Linked DNA regions of Mus musculus: region 1 is linked to region 2. The links are chromatin contacts, called in public HiChIP or PLAC-seq maps. All regions are on one chromosome and are shown on one strand. Each heading gives the region's core, a stretch centred on a gene start, on an enhancer-like site or on the middle of the called end of the contact. The rest is flanking DNA. Distances are from core to core; before and after follow the strand shown.

The links. HiChIP or PLAC-seq counts read pairs in DNA pulled down with a chosen protein or histone mark.
Region 1: an HNF4G HiChIP or PLAC-seq map of pancreatic cancer cells shows a contact between it and region 2. The contact joins the promoter of Cdk12 here to the promoter of Tbkbp1 in region 2. A contact is called at or near these places in 1 of 484 Hi-C or Micro-C datasets (B cells) and 1 of 115 datasets of contacts at active chromatin or transcription factors (pancreatic cancer cells).

The regions. Positions count from the first base shown.
Region 1 is chr11:98,201,675-98,208,480 of GRCm38.p6, forward strand. Cdk12 (cyclin-dependent kinase 12) reads left to right here and starts at 1,631. Exons shown (of 14, transcript NM_001109626.1): 1 at 1,631-2,736. The coding sequence starts at 1,694. It overlaps Gm38963 (a long non-coding RNA gene), which reads right to left and starts at 956. Exons shown (of 4, transcript XR_880193.2): 1 at 857-956.
Region 2 is chr11:97,148,654-97,155,662 of GRCm38.p6, forward strand. It overlaps Tbkbp1 (TBK1 binding protein 1), which reads right to left and starts at 1,422. Exons shown (of 10, transcript NM_001372531.1): 1 at 1,338-1,422; 2 at 709-962; 3 at 292-414; 4 at 1-80. The coding sequence starts at 933.

The DNA of each region.
Region 1 (6,806 bases), core at 381-2,880, 1.1 Mb after region 2:
GTGTGGCAACGACCAGCTTAGAATCTTATCCACCCTAAAATGTAGTATAAAAGAAATACTTCCAGAGCCTGGCGGTAGTGGTACACAGAAACCGTCTCGAAAAGCCAAAAAAAAAAAAAAGAAATAAAAAGAAAAATACTTCCAGGAGACGTTACAACTGGCACTTCCTGAAGGTAGTGCACATAGGCTTAGACACGTTTTTTTCCCCGAGTCTCATTGTCTTCTCTGTTTGTAGAAACTGGACGTTTGTTATGGTAAAACATCCCAGCAGTCGAGAAACGGCTGAGGCTGAATAGCCACAACTGGGAGTCCAGCCTGGGTTACTAAGAACGTGCTGTAAGACATCCTGACATTTCCCCCAACTTTGGCACTCTAACCTTTCTACTGACTAGCCCCCCTGAATCCGGGAGTCCTTGCCTGTAAATTCGCAATGAGGACAGTGTCCCATGGGTGTGAGGGCAGAGAAAATGAATGCAAAACGCCTAAACTCAGCAAATTCCGCAGTACCAAGCGTTGTTTGCACATTCAGACTTAAAGCAGGGCGGTGGTGGTGCGTGCTCCATGCCCTTAATCGCAGCACTCCGGAGGCAGAGGCAGGCGGATTTCTGAGTTCGAGGCCAGCCTGGTCTACAGAGTGAGTTCCAGGACAGCCAAGGCTACTCAGAGAAACCCTGTCTCAGAAACCCAAGCCCTACCAGAATCCCCAATATTCAAACTTGCGCTGTAATGTCCCCAATGTTCACTTGTCCCTTGTTTTTTTTTTTTTTTTTAAACCCTATTAAATCAAAAGACTTCTTACAAGCTGTGCTAAGACCCATCCCCACCGGAACCTGGGGATATTTAATCAAAGAATTACCATTTAGGTTTAAATTTTAAAGGTAATCTCCGCAACTTCCGCTCCTATAAAGCCCCCCAAAAGGGGGAGTTGGAAAAGTATCGCGAGAATCTAACGGGCTGCGTTTGCGGCTTGGGTCCCGTTCTCGCGTTTTCTGGTGAAGGAATGTGTCGAGGTGAAAAGGGAAGCGCCAAGTATCGCGGGAGTCCAGCGGAGTCTCGCGATACTTGCGGCATTCGCCCCTCCCCCTCCCCCTCTAGTGCCGTTTCGGTTTAATCTAGTGTGTGAGTGAGTCTGGGCGAGGGAGTGAGATGTGGCTGTGAGGTGTCGGTGTGAGGCGGAGGCTAGCGAAGGGGGCTCCCTCAGGCACGAGGGACAAAGGGGGGGAGCTGAGGCAACCTAGGCCGCGGAGGCCTGGCGACAGGAAGCCAGCCGCCCCGAGCCGGGCGACCGGGTAGGGGAAGGGCCTGCGTAGTCCTCCCGGGGCTCCAGAGCCGCCGTCGGCCCCACAGGCTCCGGCGGACGCCTTCCTACTTCCTTGAGCGCCAGGGCTCGCGGGCCCGAATATCGGCTCGGCGGGGGTGGGCGGCCGTGAGGGGCGGACTCGAGCAGCTCCCGGCGTCGCGCTCCTCCCGTGCCGAGGAACTCTTGGTTTCTTCCCTCTCTCCTTCACCCCCCACCTCATGTAGGAGGGCGCTGAGGCGGCGAGAGGGAGGAGGAGCCTCGCCTGCGGTCCCTGCCCTCCCCACCCCCGTCTAGGGGCTCTTCGGGGGGCGTGGAGTCGGGGCTGGGGGGGAGGGTGGGGCTTTTTGGAGCGCCGGGGAACTTTTTCCCCTGCTTCAGGCCCGGGGAAAGGGAATGCCCAATTCCGAGAGACATGGGGGCAAGAAGGACGGGAGCGGAGGAGCTTCTGGAACTTCGCAGCCGTCATCGGGAGGTGGCAGCTCCAACAGCAGGGAGCGTCACCGCTTGGTGTCGAAGCACAAGCGGCATAAGTCCAAGCACTCCAAAGACGTGGGGCTGGTGACCCCCGAAGCGGCATCTTTGGGTACCATAATCAAACCACTGGTGGAGTACGATGACATCAGCTCTGATTCAGACACCTTCTCCGATGACACGGCCTTCAAATCAGACCGGAGGGAGAACGAGGAACGTCGGGGAACGGATCGGAGCGATCGCCTGCACCGACATCGTCACCACCAGCACCGGCGGTCCCGAGACTTGCTAAAAACTAAACAGACGGAAAAGGAAAAAAATCAGGAAGTCTCCAAATCTGGATCTATGAAGGACCGGGTATCGGGCAGTTCCAAACGGTCCGTGGAGGGGAGTGATGATTATGGGAAGGCCCAGCTATCCAAAAGCGGCAGCAAGGAATCCAGGTCGTCCAAAATGCACAAGGAGAAGACCCGCAAAGAGCGAGAGTTAAAGTCTGGATACAAGGACCGGAGTAAAAGTCATCGGAAAAGGGAAACACCCAAAAGTTACAAAACCGTGGCTAGCCCTAAACGGAGATCCAGGAGTCCCCATAGGAAATGGTCTGACAGTTCCAAGCAAGATGACAGCCCTTCCGGAGCTTCTTATGGCCAAGACTACGATCTTAGCCCCCCAAGGTCTCACACTTCTAGCAACTATGACTCCTACAAGAAGAGTCCTGGAAGTACCTCAAGAAGGCAGTCAATCAGCCCACCTTACAAAGAGCCTTCTGCTTACCAGTCCAGCACTCGGTCACCCAGTCCTTACAGCCGACGACAGAGGTCTGTGAGTCCCTATAGCCGGAGACGGTCCTCCAGCTATGAAAGGAGCGGCTCTTACAGCGGGAGATCACCCAGCCCCTATGGCCGAAGGCGATCAAGCAGCCCTTTCCTGAGCAAGAGGTCTCTGAGTCGGAGTCCACTCCCCAGGTGAGCTGTTGTCTGTCCTTCCTAAGGTAGGGTCGGTTGGGAGGAATTGAAAATGAGTCTTTAACATTTTGTTAAAGCTTTCAGTGTTCTTCTTTGACAAGTCATTTAGGTAAGTTTGGCTTTCCCCTCGCCCAATTGAGAAGTAAACATTCCAAGTGCCTCCAACTATTCAAGCAAGGTAGGTAAGGTACTTTGCAGTAATGGAGAACTTTCAGCTGTGAGAACTTGCTTCTACCTAGCGGGTGCATAGTCTTCAGAACTCGTTTAGCTGTTTGTTGCTTTGTCTTAAAATTTTGTAAGTCGTGTTGATACCAGTGCTTAAACTTTATTGGAACTCACAAGAGAATTTTAAGAAGTTACAAATTTTCGTTTCTACTGTTTGCATAAGTTATCGTAATCAATTTTGTCTACCATGTTCCCAAGTCTATAGTTATCACTGTTTTACTTCTGAAAAGTCCTGTCTTTTAACTGTTAAGTGAAAATTAAGATAACGAGAGTACTTTTTGATAGAGTTTAGCAAAAAGTGATTGAGATTTGTTTACAGTACCAATGTTGACCACTTACTTAGTGTTGAAACACTGGTAGTTTTCAAAATTTTCTTTGAAATATGTGCTAATAATGCCTTCGGCTTGCTATTTTTGTAAGAAAGATTGTTAATTTGAAATTATCTATGAAATTATCTATCCTGTCTCATGTATAGACCCATCTCTGTCCACAACAACAGAACAGGAGCTGTATATTATCTGAGTAGAATCTTAATACTTTTTTTTGTGAACTACGGCAAATTATTTAATTTTTCCATACCAGAGTTTCTTCATTTGGAAGATAGGAATAAAAACTACCTACTTCAAGGCTCTTGTGAAGATTAGTAAATAATGAAGCATGATAAATAATGTGCCATATACATAGTATGACTCAGTACATTTTATAAGTGAATGCCACTGACAGAGAAAATAACTCATGCATATGTTTTATAAATCAGTATATATATCACTGGCTTGAACTTACAACTAAAGTGGATTTGCCTAACTACAGTGCTTAAGTTTTCTTAGTGTTTTCTCATTCTAGTATTAAAAAATTTAATAGGTTGAAGTTTATAAACATGTATCTAACACCTAAATTCTGTAATTTGTGACATTTTCTTTAATTCCATTAGTCCATCTTTTGTTTAGATTCATCTCAAAGTTGTAGCAATCAGTATACTTTGTAAGCATTCAGCATGTATACCATTTCTTAGAGTTAAGTAGTTTTTGGAGAGGTAAGGTTTATGCATAGTGGAGTGCATAAGTCATAAATACAGTTTATAATGTTGCATAGTTTTAAAGGGAATCTAAAAAGTTCTCTCAGAGTTTAGTTTGTGCTTTTTAGACAGGGTTTCACACTGTAATGTAGGATAACCTGAAATTTACTATTTAGCCTGTGCTGGCTTCAAACTGACCTGAAATTTCTAGTAATCCTGCCTTAACCTCTTAATTGTTGGGATTACAGACATGAGCTAGTATATTAAGCAGAATATTTGTTTTCTTAAGAGTATGAACATTAAAGCTACTTGAAAAAAATTTTACTGTTGAGTATAGAAATATAAAAGGCTAAAACAGGATTTTTTTGGGGGGGAGGAGGGGAGGTGTTTTTGAGACAGGGTTTCTCTTTGTAGTCCTCCTGTCCTGGAATTAACTCTGTAGACCTGGCTGGCCTCAAACTCAGAAATCTGCCTGCCTCTGCCTCCCAAGTGCTGGGATTTAAAGGTATGAGCCACCACTGCCTGGTAAAAAACCTTTCAAAACAAAAGGTCTCACTTAAACTCCTATTTTACGTTTCGGGCCGTGGTGGCTCACACCATCTATAATCTGTTTTTATAGATTCCCAGATTTTATTTCACAGTCATTCCTCATAAAAATTTTATTTGTGGGATTGAAAACAATGGTTTAGCAGTTAACATTGACTGTAAGCAGGCATAGTTTGAGGCCAACCTCATCTGCATATCAAATTTTAGGCCGGCCATAGCTACACAGTAAGATCCTACATTTAAAAACGAAACAAACAAGTTTATTTGTACATGCAGTTATTCACCTTACTAAAAAGTTGATTGGAGGGCTGGTGAGATGGCTCAGTGGGTAAGAGCACCTGACTGCTCTTCCAGAGGTCCAAAGTTCAAATCCCAGCAACCACATGGTGGCTCACAACCATCCGTAATGAGATCTGACTCCCTCTTCTGGAGTGTCTGAAGACAGCTACAGTGTACTTACATATAATAAAAATAAATCTTAAAAAAAAAAAGTTGATTGGAAATCATTTTTGTATTAATGGAACTGAGTAAGACCATTAGTATCAGCATCAGTAGACTAAGACAAGATGATCATGACTATTAAGCTAGCTTAGTCTATGTAATAAGTTCTTGTCTCAGAACACTAAAAAGTAAAACTATGAGGTGTCAGGGCTGGTAATAAAGATCAGTAGTAGTCTGTTCCCTTAGCAAATGGTTCAGTCCTCAGTACCCAAATATACAAAAGATATAAAAAACTCTTAAGGGTTTTAAAATTTTTATTTTAATTTAAAATATTTTCTCTGTGTGCTTATAAATTCTAAATTCTGTATTTTGGACATTCATTTACTATAGATACAATTTTATTATAATCTGAGGCTGTAAGGTGGCCTCTAATTAAAAAGGTAGAAGTTGGGCTGAAGGGTTGACTCAATGGTTAGGAGCATTGGTGGTTCTTGTAGAGATTTCCCAGCACCCATACAGTGGCTCATAAACACTTCTAAATCCTGTCCCAGGGATTCCAGTGCCATTTTCTGACCTTTGGATACTGGGCATAAGCATGATGTACTTCATAAACAGATGAATACAGAGCACTCTTGCACATAAAATAATAAATCTTAGAAGACTAAAAAGTTAAGATGTTACTGAAGCATTCCTGATATTTTCATGTTATCAAACATTTATAAAACAAAATTACTCAAGCATTATGACTATGGCTACATTCTATTGTGTGGGAATATGCCATCTTTTTTTGAGTAAGTAGTGGGTAAGCTGGTCAGTGATGTCAAATACATTTGATCACAGTTAAAAAGGCCAGGCTGGTCTGCAGACCAGGACAGTCAGGATTACATAGAGAGACCCTGTCTGCAGAAACAACAAAAACAAAACAAACAAAAAAAGAAAACCTCAATAATTAGTGGGTAATTTTTGGTACTTTTTTGATTTTGTTTGTTTTATTTATTGCAACAGTTCTGCCTCTGTCTCTTTACTACTGTGATTATCAGTAATGCTGCTACCTTGCTGGCTCTGTTTTTTTGTTTTTTTTCTTTCCTTTACACTGGGCCTTACTATTTTTTGTTTTTTTTCAAGACAGGGTTTCTCTGTATAGCCCTGGCTGTCCTGGAAATCACTTTCTAGACCAGGCTGGCCTCGAACTCAGAAATCCACCTGCCTCTGCCTCCCGAATGCTAGGATCAAAGGCCTGTGCCACCACCGCCCGGAGGTTCTTTCTAGGCAGGATTGGAACTTCCTTTGTAGAGCAAACTGTCTAGAATTCACAACACCCACATGGGTGATTATTATTATTATTTTAAATTATATGTTTGTGTGCATACATATATATGAATGCAGATGCCTCTGAAGGCCAGGGACTCCAGATTCCCAGATCTGGAATTATAGGTGGCTATGCCCAGTGTGAGTGCTAGGAACTCTTCTTCTAGATTAGTGACCACTGAAGCCTGAAGCATCTCTGCAGCCCCTGAGGTTTTTTTTTTTTTTTGGTTACTGCTGTTCTTTGTTTTGTTTTGAACAAGGTCTGAATATGACCCAATTTGACAGGAGCTCACTTACTGTGGCTTACACTGGCTTCTCACTCTCAGTAATTCTCTTGCTTTGGTTTCCTAAATGCTAGGATGAGAAACAGGAACTACTAAGCCCTAGCCAAGCCAAGTGGATTTTTAGTTTTACTGGGTTCTAATATATATTAGATATTGATCATGCTGTGATTTGTCTTACCTGTACTAGGAGATTTAGAGTTTGTTTTGCTTTTAGATATGATCTCATATGGCCAAAGCTGGCTTTGAGTTTG
Region 2 (7,009 bases), core at 172-2,671:
TCGCTTTTCTCCACGCACAGTTTCTCGTAAGCCTGGATCATCTCCCCGAGCTGCTCCTCCTGCTCCTTACTCTTCTGCAACTGGGTAGGCCCGGAGAGGTGTGCCAGGGTCAGGACCAGCCTTGACAGGGAGCAGAGGGGGCTCCCAACCTCCCCAACCCTATTCCCAATAGAAACAGGAAGCGCTGAAGCTGATTTAGGGAAGGCGGGGGCAGGGCGGGGTTGAGGGCAAAGTGAGGGAAGCAGGAGGCTAAGGGAGTGGGGTTGGCTGGGAAGCGAAGCAAGGGCTTACCTCGTGTTGGAATTGGTTGAGTCGTTGCTGCAGACTGACCTTCTCCACCTCCAGCAGGGAGCCATCCTTGAGTTCATACAGAGGGAAGCCATGCTCCTCTCCAAAATCAGTGATCAGCGGATACTGTGGGAGGGTCGTCCTCTGAGAAGCCTGGCTTCCCATCCCAGGACCGCTCTGTCCCCCAACCCCACTGCCAGCTTCACAGGCGCCTCTCCCCGCCCCCTCCAATGGGACCCACCACTCCAAAGCTGGGCTCCTCCTCCACCCCTGAGATTGGCTGCAGGAGCAGAGCTCCTCATCCCCAAGGCAGCCACTTCTTCAGGGACCAGGCAGCCTCCAGTGCTGGCCACCTCTTGGGACCCTCCTGCCCTTGCAGGCAACTACAAGCTCAGCTCGCCATCACATCTAGGTTCTGACCTTGATCTCATAGACTTTGAGGCGACGGCGGAGGGTGGCATTCTCCCTCTCCAGGCCTCCTAGCCTTTCCTTGATGTCTCCGTAGGCTGTGATGAGGGCAAAGTGGGAGGCAGAACACATGTCCCCTCCCAGGGACGGGTCTCCAGGACCATCCAGCCACACCTCACTGGGCCCCAAGGCCTCTTGGGTCAGGATGCTGATGTCATCTTCAAACATGGACTCCATGGTAAGGGCTTCAGCCCACCCTGGGCCTCCTGAGAGTGCAGGAACAGAGTAAAGAGGACCACCTGCTCTTTGTTCCCAACTCTTCCATGCTGGTCTGAGGAACCTGTGGTAGCTGGGGAGCTTCAGCCAAGAGACAGATCTCACAACTAACTCTCTCTCTCTCTTCTCTCTCAAGTTTCTGCCCTATCCCCTGCTGTGACTGCTTATAGAAGGAAATGGAACCAGATAGACGTCATGAGTGGAGTGGGGGACAACTGATAAACAGGACCAAGGATCAGGGGCAGGGAGGAGAGACCTGTGGACAGATGGGAGGGAGGGCTGCTGTCCCAGCATTGGCACAGCCCAGAACCTGCCTAGACTACTCGGCTTGGTCTCCTCCCCAGACCTCCCTTTTCCCCAAGTACCTCGACAGCCGCCAAGATTCCCATCCCAGGCCTCTGTCGCCTGCTCCTAAGGAAGGCTAGTCCCGCTAGGCAGCCTGGCCTCTGTGGCCCCCGCCCAACTTCCTCCCGCAGGATCCCAGAGTTCAGGAAAAGGAAGTGCCTCCCCAAGTGCGCCGGGGCTGTGGCAACCGTCCAGGCGCAGACCTACAGGAAGTCCTTGGCTGAGTGTCAGAGGCAGCAAACTGGGCAAGGGGGCCTAGGAGAACCGAGACCATTAAGGGAGACTCCAGCTTGTCCTATTGTGCCTGCACTCAGGGAAATGGGGAGCCCTGGGAGGGGGGCAGGAATGACTCAGGGCTCCCAAAACGAGTAGGCAGCGAGGGGGTGCGTGTGTACATCTCCGGGCCCTTGTTTATGAATGTGTGGCTGTGGCTGCCATGTGGGGGGGAGTGTGTGTCTGTGAATGAGTGTAGGTGTGCCGCCGTCAATGAGTGCTTTTGCGGGGCGGAGGACCGGGGTCAGCGCGGAGTTCGGGAGTGACCAGAGGTTGTGTATGTGTGTGTGTGTACGTGTGTGTGCGCGCGCGCGCGTGTGAGCACGCGTGCGTGAGCGTGTGGGTAGGGTGGGCACGTTCGGGCCGAGTGTCACGTGAGGCACTATGGGAATGTCCGAGGTGTGTGCGCGCGCTGGAGCGTGTGTGCGCTCCGGCGAGGGGGCTCGGTCCGAAGGCGCGAGTTCCGACAGTGCAGGCCTCGGGTCCCCCATCCCCCAGCCTCGGCTAAGTGCCGGAGCGACAGACGCGTGTGACAGGTCTGAGTAAGGAGCGTGTGCGCGTGTTTGAAGGGCTGGCCCCACCTTTAACCCTCTCTTGCCCACGCCACCCCTCCCCCTACTCTGCCGACCAGAGCTCACTACACACCCCACCCCCATCCCTGCCCACGATCTCCGGCCATCACCCCCACTCTCGAGGACTCCGTGTCCCCACACACCCCGGCCGTGCGACCCGAGCTGCCTTCCTCCGCATCCTGGGGCCGCGCGCCGAGCGCCCGCGCAGGCTACTGGGGAGGGGGCGCCCGTCCCCGCCTGGCCCCTCCGGCGGCCCCTTTAAGAGCGGCTCTTTAAACCCCCTCGGGCTCGGCGGACAGAAACTGTCGCCCCTCCCCTCTGTGGGGCCGAGACCGCGCAGCCCCCTCCCCCACCGCGGCCGGGCTCCGGGCGGGCTACTGAGCGGCAGCCGCCCCGCAGGCCGGAGGCTGCGGGCAGCGGCGCAGGACCCTTCCCCACTCTGCTCCCGGGCGCAGCGCCCGCCCACCCGCGCCCGGGCCCCGGCCTCCCGCGCCCCAAGCCGCCCCGGCCCGCCGCGCCCCTCCCCCTCCCCCAGCCCGGGCCCCGGCCCGCACTCACGGCTGCCGCGGGCTCCTGCTCGCAGTCGCAGCGCACCCCTCCGCCGGCTCCCTCCCCTGACGGGCCCCAGCGCCCCCACCCCCTGGCACCGCGCGCCGCTCCGCGCCCTGCCGCCGCCGCCGGGTCTCTCCCCACCCCCTCCCCTCCCCTCCCGGCCCCCTCCCTCCCGCTCGCCCGCCCCGCTCCTCCTCCGCCGCCGCCGCCGCCGTCTCCTCCGCCTCCTCCTCCCCGGCTGCTCCGGGTCTCTCCAGCTGGACCGGCGCCCGGGACCCCGCGGTTGCCACCACCACGTGGCGAGGGGCGGCGGCCCCCGCGGTGCGGTCCGGCTGAGGCTGGCAGCGCGCCGGGCGCCCACCAGCTCCCCGCCGTGCGGCCTCCCCTCCCCGCCGACCGGCGCAGTGTCTGCGGACCGTGTGCTGGGGCGCCTCGGGGCAGGACTTGGGGTTGCACATTTTGGAAAGAAGTGGAGCTGTTTATTTGGGGGAAATATTTTTATTTTTTTATTGGTCTTCGGAGAAGAAACATCACTAGACTATGTACTCTTTGCTCTCGTAGGAAGGGGCATCGAAGTAATCTATCTATTTGAACACAGAGACATTAGAGTTAAATCTAACTTTGAAAGTGAGCGTGAACTAAGGAGATAAAATGTTCATTTGGGAAGACGGACATCCCTTCCAAGCCCTTTAAAGACACTCCCAGAGGCCAGAAAGATGAAGAAACACCATACCTCGCCCTTTACACAAAGATTTGAGCACCTGCCAAACTGCCAGGCAGAAGATAAGTCTTTTTGCCACGTTCCCACTGTGTGTGACCTTGGGCAAGTTACTTCACCTCTGACTTAGACAGGAGATCGTTCCGGACAGGCCACCCCAAGGGGGAAAGAATAGAGATCAGACGCCAAGGTGCCCTGCAAGTGCCGGGGAGATGTTAATGAGTCATTTTCGTTCCCTGGTGGATTAAGAACCGTGGACAGAGGCAAAGCCAGCCTGACTCTGCTGGGAGATCGCCAGAGCAAAGCTCGAGGGCCCTTGCCTTGTGAGGGAGGGAGATGCAAACTCTGCAGGCCAGGCATAGGCTAGGGAAGGGGCTCTGGTGGGGGTCAGTACTTAGCTAGGAAGATTCCATGGAAGCTGAGTCCACCTTTCTGGCTTCTAGCAGAGTGCTTCTGAAAAGGGAAGGATGAAAGAAAAAGGTCTCTTGTTCCGGGGGAGCTTTGAGAAACAAGGGCAGTTGTCATCTTCTCCACTGTGGAGAAACATGCTAGGCTGGGTAAGCTGTTCCTCCCAGGATGACCGGCCCCAGTCTTGGACACTCATCAAAGGAGGGGGTTCTCACTGGCTTGGACTCCTGCTGGCCTGCTCCCTTTTATAGTCCAGAACACAGAGGCCGGTCAGCTATTTGCTAGCCAAGCAGGCACGAACTTTCTTAGACCGTATAGGATGACCCATCTATCCTGTAGATATGAAGGCAAGCTGATTGGAACACAGGTCGTCCCGCTCAGTAGACCCAAGGACAAGGTAGGTGTCCTTTTCCTTCAGGCCCCAGAATTTCTCAGGAGCCATGCAAGACTGGAGGCCAGGCCAGGTGTGGAGTTGTCTCCACAATTCCCGAGAGCACAGACATGGCCATGGCAAGTCCTCCCTTGCTGGAAAAGACAGTGAGTGGGTCGAGGGACCTCTGAGTACACTCTCCCGGATGAGTCAGCCCCTGCCGGCAGCTGCTTACAATGCAGGCCTCAGTGAGTCACCTGGTGCCCTAGAGCCTAGGCTCTAGGTGGCTGGGGGCAAAAGCCCCAAAGAATTAGATGAAACCTGAAAACTTGCCCTGGCCCTGATTCCAGCATATTCTGTTTCTAGTTCTTGTTCATGTCAGACAGTTCTGAGGACAAGAGCTCATCCCAGACCATGGTCACTACATTGTTCAATAAAATAAAATTATTTGGGGGCGTGTTTTGAGACATAGCTTCACTCTGTGGCATCAAGTGAGAAGCAGTCTTCCTGTTTCAGCTTACTTCTTCAGCGAGAGGATTGTCTGACTTTTAACAAAAATCTCTCAAACATCCATGACATACTGGACACTGAAAATAAGAAGTGTGCTCTTTTTTGCTCTCATGGAACTTAAAATCTGGTAGAACAAATACAAAAAAAAAAAGGAATTTATAATTAAAACAAGTTGGCCAGGTACAGGCCTGTAATCCTAGCATTTGGGAGACAGAAGTAGGTAGGTCTCTGAGTACAAGGCCAGCCTGAGCTACAGAGTGAGTTCCAGGATGGCCTGGGCTACACAGAGAAACCCTGTCTTGGAAAAATAAAAATAAAAAGCTGGAGGCTGGGTATGACGGTGCTTACTTTTGATCCCAGCACCTGGGAAGCAGCAGCAGTCAGATTAAAGGAAGTTGAGGGTGATGACCTCCGTCTGTAAATCTCATATTGGGAGTCGCTGGGCTAGGTGGTAAAGTCTCAAAAAGCAAGGGCTAAGAGAGCAGTCAGTGACAGGGCTCTTCCTGAGTGTGAATGTAAGGTGCTGGGGCAAGGGAGGAGTAAGCAAGGCATGGCTTCAGGGTTGTCTAGGAAGAGCCACAGATGACATGGCCTTGGAGGTAAATCCTGGAGGATTAGAAGGCATGTTCTGAAGAACTGAGTGAATAGAGGAACAAAACTGCGAGACTTCAGTTACTTCACTTCTCTGAGAGAGCTGGGTTTGCTCTAAGTCCTTCTAAGAACCATGAAACCAGCTAGGCTCCTCTTCTGGAGGGGACAGGAGAGAATCAGTGGAGTGGAAAGGGTAAGGGGGGGCAGCTAAGATAGAAGAGGGAGCTGTGTTGGGCACTAGTCAGTCTGAAACCTTCCTAACTGGCCTTCTCGGGTATGGCAAGAGAGGGAGACACTGCTGAAGCAGAGCTCTGGCAAGTAACCCTCCTGGAAGCCATGAGGAGAGCCTTTCTCCCACTCCCACGCCTCTTGCTCTGCAGAAACTTTTGTCTTTCCTGTCCCATTCTTGCCTGAAACGGAGGAAGAAGCGGCATTAGGCTGAATCAAAACCAGATGACTCAAATCGCTGGCGGGTAAAATTGATTAGATGTATGTGACAGTGCCACCTTTGACGCCACACTTCCAGGCCTCAGGAAGTCAGGGACACTGTGGAACCATCACGGGCCATCATGGGTAGCTGCTGGGTCCTGTGGACAGAGGTGAGGCAGTGGGGGAAGTCATTCCTGCACTGACTTCACACTCTTTTCCTCAGAGATTGTGCAGCACCACAGAGCAGCCACAGCCTCTGGGGCTGGGCTTTTGGGGGAGATGTGGTATGTTGTAGAGCCGTTTCACAACTGTCTCATTTTCTCAAAAACAATGTTTATTTTTATCCAAAGTCAAAGTTATTCATGTCCATGTTGCGGGGACACACCTGGGCATTTGTGCATGCTAGGCAACTGCCTGACCACTGAGCACATCCCCAGCATCCCAAACAAAATTACCCCAGTGGTATGTGCTACTAGCCCCAACTACTTGGGAGGCTGAGACTGGAGGATTATGAATTCAAGCCCAGGCTGGGTGGCTGACACCGATTCTTCTTTTTATGATTGATTTATTTTATTTGAGTATACTGTACCTGTCTTCAGACACACCAGAAGAGGGCATCAGATCACCATTACAGATGGTTGTGAGTCACCATGTGGTTGCTGGGATTTGAACTCAGGACCTGTAGTAGAGCAGTCAGTGCTCTTAACCACTGAGCCATCTCTCCAGCCCCCGACTGACAGACACCCTTGTTACCTCTGAAATAACAAAAAAATAAATCTGGACATACTAGATTATAGTATCTATAATCCAACAGTCAGGAGGCTAAGGCAAGAAAAGAGTTGAAAACCTGCCTGGCAGGATTTCGAGAGACGCAGAGGCCATTAAAAGCACTGTTGCTCTTCCAGAGGTCCTGTGTTCAATTCCTAGCACCCACATGATGGCTCACAACCATCTGTAACTACAGTCCCATAGGATCCAATGCCCTCTTCTGGTGTGCAGATATACATACAGGCAAGACATTCCTATCTATAAAATACATACATAAATACATCTTGAAGAAATAAAAACATGCCTGGATTACATAACAAAGATTCAAATGAGCCTGGGCTTGTTAAATTAAATGAAAATAGGGACCGTGCACAGATAGGGGCTGGAAGATGGCTTGTTCATTAAGAGCACTGGCTGTTCTTCAGAGGACCAGGACCAGTTTCCAGTACTCACATGGTGCTTCTAACTCCAGTTCCAGGGAATCCAACACCCTCTTCTGGC